2 separate regions of the Hordeum vulgare genome follow, and region 1 is linked to region 2. The links are chromatin contacts, called in public Hi-C maps. All regions are on one chromosome and are shown on one strand. The core of a region is the stretch at or near the end of the contact, and the rest is flanking DNA. Distances in the headings are between cores, read along the strand shown.

Region 1 (2,999 bases), core at 483-2,982, 350 kb after region 2:
GATATTTTTTTTCCGCCGGTGAGCGAAACCGGCCGAGTCGCGCCCCCAGGAGGCCATTTTTTGTCGATTAGGGCTGAATTTGGCCCCGACGGTCCTAGCCCGAACCCACCACGTCGGGGGTCGCCCGGGGGCGCCGACGGAAACTTTTTTGATACGAAAAACCCTGGGCCCGCCAAGTCAGCGACTCGGCGTGCGGTCGTCGTCCTCATCACCTCGTTTCCCGCAGGAATCAATGCGAAGGTTGCGCCGCCGGTCAGCCTTCCATTGATTCTTCGGGCGGCGCAGTGAAGGCGTGCGGCGACGCACGTCCCGTCGGTTCCTGCCACGCGTTCACACGGCGCGGCACCGTGTGCCCGCCCCTCCTGTGGCAATATAAGCTGCCCTCTCCCCGCCGGTGGCCACACACGCCTCTCTCGTCGATGCCTCACCTCTCCTTCTTTGCCGACGCCTCTCCTCTCCTTCTTCGCCACCGGCGCCTCCCCCTCCTTCCCAATGGATGAACGCTACCCCGACGATGGAGCAGTAGCCAATGGCTTCTACCGTCGCCACCTTCGTGAGGATGAGGCCCGCCTCCTCTACGAGGCAGACTACCCATCGCCACCGGACATGCGGGTGCGGGGGTCATGGAGGCTGAGCACCAGCGGTGTCCTGGTGCCGCCACGACCCTGTGGAGCTGAACGGCGGGCGGAGGTCGCGCGCATCCGTTCTAGGTTGCCGGAGAACGCGCATAACCTCCCTGCTACTCCCCCGACAGCAACACACTGTGGGAGGCGTACTTCGATCGTCGGCATGCCGACCAGCTCGCCGCCACCAACGGGGTCGATCCACACGATCGTCACAACTCCGAGGGCCGCTGACAATAGCGGGGTGTCCCCGACCACGCATTGGAGGTCGTCCTCGAGCACATCGAGGGTGGCAACTCCCCGAGGTACGAGTACCCGTCGCCACCCGCGTTCTCCCGCCGCCGCGGCAGTTCCTGGACGCCGAGGAGGATGGAGACGGCGACGTCTTCGTCGTCTGGCTCCCGCTCCTCCCCGTCGCTGGCGCTCCTCCCCGTCAAGCCGGAGCCGCCGACATCGTCATCAACGAGGCCGACGCCTCCTCCCGTCTCGTCAGGACGAAGACAGAGCCGGGTCTCCTCCCTGTCAAGCAGGAGCACCTGGCCATGGCCGCCGCCGACGAGACCGCCATCAAATGGGCGCGGAACGACTACGCCCGGGAAGAGATGGAGTGCGAGCGTTGCGCCCTCGAGGAGATCGTCGCCCGGCACCGCAACCGCGAGGAAGGCGGCGGCGTCGTCCTTGACGACAGCGACGAGGAGGCGTCGAGACCCTCCAATCCCGCTCGCCACGGCGACCCAGGGCAGGGATGCAGCAGGGCCGGCGGCGGACCTCACAACGGCGACAACGATGACAATGACTACACAAATTTCTACAAGCTCCTCGGCATGTACAAGGCAGTGGAGTCGGGCGGCAGCGGCGAAGTAGTTTACTTTATTTATGTTTAATGTTTAATTATGTTTTATTTCACTTTTGTATAAATTTCAATGAAAACTATGAATTTTCGTCGAATTTGAATCGGTTTTGACAGAAATTTGAGCAAAAACAGTTCGGGACGACCTTTAGTGGGAGGGGCGACTGGAACCCACGCTCCCTTCCCAAGCCGATTTTTTCGCCGGTGCGGCACCAGCCGGCGCTATTTCACGCCCTGGGCGCCCAACAGCTGGAGTTGCTCTAACTGAAACGAACGTGCATCTTCTGGTAAGCAATCTCCCTCCCCCCGAATCCCGATCCCCTCCTGGATCTCGCCGCGCGTCCGAAGCCACGATGCCCGCCGCGGCAGCCTCCGGCGGCGGCGTGGCCGACGCCGAGGAGCTTTTCCGCACCAAGCGCGTCGCGGAGATCCGCGAGGTGGAGGCCGCCACCCGCCGCGAGATCTCCGCCAAGGAGGAGGAGCTCCGGCAGCTCGTCGGCCGCAGCTACCGCGACCTCCTCGACTCCGCCGACTCCATCCTGCTCATCAAGCAGTCCTCGGACGCCATTTCGGAGAACCTCTCCCGCGTCTCCGACTCCCTCTCGTCACTCTCCCCGCCCGCCGAGGCCCCGAACGCCAGCGCTTCGCCCTCCTCTTCCGGGGGCCGCGCGCGGCTGTACGCCGCGGCGGCCCGCGCCAAGTACCTGGTCGACACGCCCGAGCACATCTGGGGCCGGCTCGACGAGGGGATGCTCCTGGAGGCCGCGGGGCGGTACATGCGGGCGCAGGTCGTGCACCGCCTGCTCTCCCGCGACGCCGCCGCGGCAGCGCGGTTCCCGCTGCTCGCGCACCAGGCGCAGCTAGTGGAGGCGTTCCGGCCACAGATCGCGCAGCGCGCCCGCGAACGCCTGACCGACCGTCGCCTCCCTGTCTCGGCCCACGCCGACGCACTCGCGGCTGCAGCGGCGATCGACGCGCCGTCGCTCACCCCGTCCCAGGCGCTCCTCCTCCTCCTCTCCTCTCGCCGCGCCTGGATCTCGCAAGCTCTGACCGTGCTTGCCTCGGATCCGTCCTCCTACACCTCCGTGCTCTGCGATGTCGCCGGGATCGTTCGTGTCACTCTCGGCCACGTCGGGCAGCTATTTGTGCCTGCGCTCACCGACTTGCCCATGTTCTACAAGACCGTGCTCGAGTCGCCGCCCCCTGCACAGCTGTTCGGTGGCATTCCAGACCCCGACGAGGAGGCACGGTTATGGAGAGAGCACTGGGATCAGCTTGAGGCTACCATGGTGCTACTTGAGCCGGATACTGTGGCACGAACCTGTACAGAATGGCTTAAGGAATGTTGCGATGAGATGTTTGGTGTGATTGCTGGGTCGCAAAGGCTAGTCGATGCTATCGGTAGTGGGGTGGGACTTGGCTCGGCACAAAGGCTCATTCGTGAGAAACTAGATGACAGAACAGGACTGGAAGGGAGTTTGGAGCAGTGGCTGAAGAGTGTGTTTGGATCAGAGATTGAATCCCCA
Region 2 (3,005 bases), core at 372-2,871:
GATCGCTGATTTGTGAGGTTAAACTGTGGAGTGGCATTAAGTAAGTGTGGGAAGTAGCTCAAAAAGCACACCACATAATTGGAAGCCACTGGACCCATCCATAGAGTATCAGAGTAGACTGAAAATCTGTCATGCGATCATTGAGTTAACTGGAAACTGTTTCGAGACCATGCGGTTAATTGGGAGCTGTACATGTTTTGCAAGCATGGCATAGGTCAATGAAACAGAAAACAGTGGTTGCATTTACACATGTTTTTGAAGAAGTTTTCATGGAGAGGCTGGTTTACACTGGATACTGAAAATGCACAGTTAATGGATTGAAAACTGAACTTGTTGAAGCGCAACTGTGCCAACGGCCAAACACAAAGGAACCATACGAATTTTCATAAATATAATGCCTATGGGTATGGCAATGAGAAAATTGGTAAGATCAAAAAAATATGAAATCCACAGACAACAATAGGTCGAGGGTGATGACTATCCACCATCAAATATCACAAAAAGGCTCACCAGTAAAGTGATGACAAACTATGTGTGCATCCGAGGATGCAGAGGCTGGGAGGCTCTCCTTCCTTTTCGAAAAACAAAAGCGAGCCGATGTATAAGTCCATTTAGGAGGTAGAAAATGCCAGTTTACAAAAGAGGAACATATGACTTGGAGGAGGAGAACACAAGTACTGAAAAACCAATCAACCTCAAGTTTTGGATTCTTCCAGAAAGATTTTGGCTGTATCATGGTATCGGGCAAGTAACAGCTACTCCCTAAAGAAATATAAGAGCGTTTATGTTTCTTTACAGAGGGAGTACTTCCTTTGTTCACAAATATGAGATGTTTTGGATATTTCAGTCTGGACTACATAAGGACTGAACTGAGTGGACAAACACACTGAAACATGTCTATATACATCCGATTCAGAAAAAGTCAGAACAGCTTATATATTTGTGAACGGAGGGAGCATATAAGAACAAACGAATCCACAGTAGTACTATCCATCTCATGCTTGCAATTAGCAGCAGTCCAGTCAACTGTTCGCCAAACGCAGACTGTAGCCTAAACACATGGCAGTGTAACAAGGAGGCACAAGGGCAGTGTGCAGTCACCTGCTGCGGCGCATTGTGGCCGGGCGGAGCGCGGAAGACGTCGGCGTCGAGCGGCATGTCGATGGCCTGGCCGAGCAGCCGCCGGTAGTCGCTGGTCTGGCCGGCCCGGCAGGCGACGCCCAGCAGCAGGACGGCGCAGGCGACGGCCAGGGCCGCCGCGCCGATCCGGTCCGCCAGCCTCATTCCCGCGGGGCTCTCCTCCTCCTCCTCTGCTCCGCGCCCTGGTTCTTGGCTTCCTTCCTGGAGGTTGCACTCCGGGGACGGGAATGGGATCGCTTGTTCGATTTCGTGGCCGGTAAATAAAGATGGGTCAAAGCAGGAAGGGGGCGGGGGATATGGAATATGCTCGTCCGGGGTGCCAAGAAACGAAATCGGGGATGGCGACCGCCGGAGAGCATTGATTGATTACTTCATGGCGTCAACCTTGAACACGCACGCGGGTTGAGGTTGGGGTTGAGGTTGAGGCAGGAGGGGGCGGCGAGGTTGGGATTTGGCGGCGATTGGGAGCCGCCAAGTGGAAAGCGTGGGCCGGATTTTGGACAAGAACTTCGGTTATTTTACTATTTTATTTTTGCAGGCAAAGACCTTCGAATTGTACGTAATTGTTTTCTGTACACAATTTGTAAATTCAAAAGAATCTTTTTTGCGGAAAAAATCAAATGAGATTAAACAAACTCAGATTCTGCAGGATTTGAATGGGCGTGAAACCGCATTTATGTATTTCTACAATCTTGCGAATCAGAGAGGGCCTAAAATGATTGCTTCGTTCCGAACTTTCCATAAAGGGTGAATGAAAGTCGCTTTCACTGTAAGGAGAAATAAGTATCACTCGGAGGTAAAGAGATTCTAATTGAAAACGTGTCACGATCAATTCTTGTATTGTATATGCTGTGTCCGTTTTTAAACTCAAGAGAACCACATATGTTAAGCATTGGCTTCGCGCAAATTGAGTTTTTCTAATAGAGAACGTGGTCATGGTTTTCCATATATGTACTCATTCAATTTAGCAATGTTTGATAATCCACTATCAGAGTTGTGATTGTTTTTCCTGAATCATGATATATTGAAGGTGGTACCCAAGAGCGATTCAATGTTTACTTAGCAAATCACAGTTGTCGAGATCTCAAAGTTAAATGGGGATATTTGTAGGATTGAAAATGAAGATAGCATTTTACTTGGGAAGACCCTGAAAATTCTTAGGGACACACATATGTGTATCCAGTTACAACCGTTGTTCTACCTCACGTTCCAAAAACTTGTTTCAACAGAAAATTTCTAAAAAGAGAAACAATAAATTAAACATGTCATACAACACAATATACATGTTCATCTCGTACTAAATTTGCGATATTGGGGGGGGGGGGGGGTTCAAAGAGCTAGAGTCAAAATGGCGCCTTTCGTATATGTCTGCCTTCGGGGGGTGGGGGGGGCTAGATGCCCGACTTTTGAGATAAGTAGTAAATTGAGTAGGTCTTGTAAGAAATGAAACATGTCAAACCTATCTAAAAAACAATGTCAATCATTAGTTCATTACCACTAGTAAGATAAAGCCCGAGGCCAATCTTTGGGTTGTTGCGGGCGCTAAGCATACAAGATATTTGAGGCCCCAAGAGTAGAAACAATGTCTTGACTATTCATCGATTGCTTTTGTAACCTGTAAAATCTTCTTAATTAAGGTGATAGGGAAAAAGATTTTTCCTAGAATACATAGGGCAAAGTGTTTGTCTCCTCAAAAGAAATGTCATTATACTCCACCTTCCCCCCACCCCCACCCCCTCCCCGGGATCAAATCAGATATCCATTTTTTCCTTTAATTTTCCAGAAAGGATGTAGAAACCCCCGGCCTCAACATCAAAACGATGTACACAACCCTTTTTTATATTAATTATTCGACAAAGCCTTAC

Evidence for each region. A called contact is a pair of places that touch in the nucleus more often than the background predicts.
Region 1: a contact with region 2 is called in a Hi-C map of leaf, with 3 times the contacts expected there. The contact joins the promoter of LOC123444554 here to the promoter of LOC123444552 in region 2. A contact is called at or near these places in 2 of 6 Hi-C or Micro-C datasets (leaf and seedling) and 1 of 1 datasets of contacts at active chromatin or transcription factors (embryo).

The regions. Positions count from the first base shown.
Region 1 is chr3H:508,521,473-508,524,471 of MorexV3_pseudomolecules_assembly, forward strand. It overlaps LOC123444554 (conserved oligomeric Golgi complex subunit 1), which reads left to right and starts at 1,733. Exons shown (of 6, transcript XM_045121319.1): 1 at 1,733-2,999. The coding sequence starts at 1,827.
Region 2 is chr3H:508,175,634-508,178,638 of MorexV3_pseudomolecules_assembly, forward strand. LOC123444552 (purple acid phosphatase 2) reads right to left here and starts at 1,622. Exons shown (of 8, transcript XM_045121317.1): 1 at 1,102-1,622. The coding sequence starts at 1,284.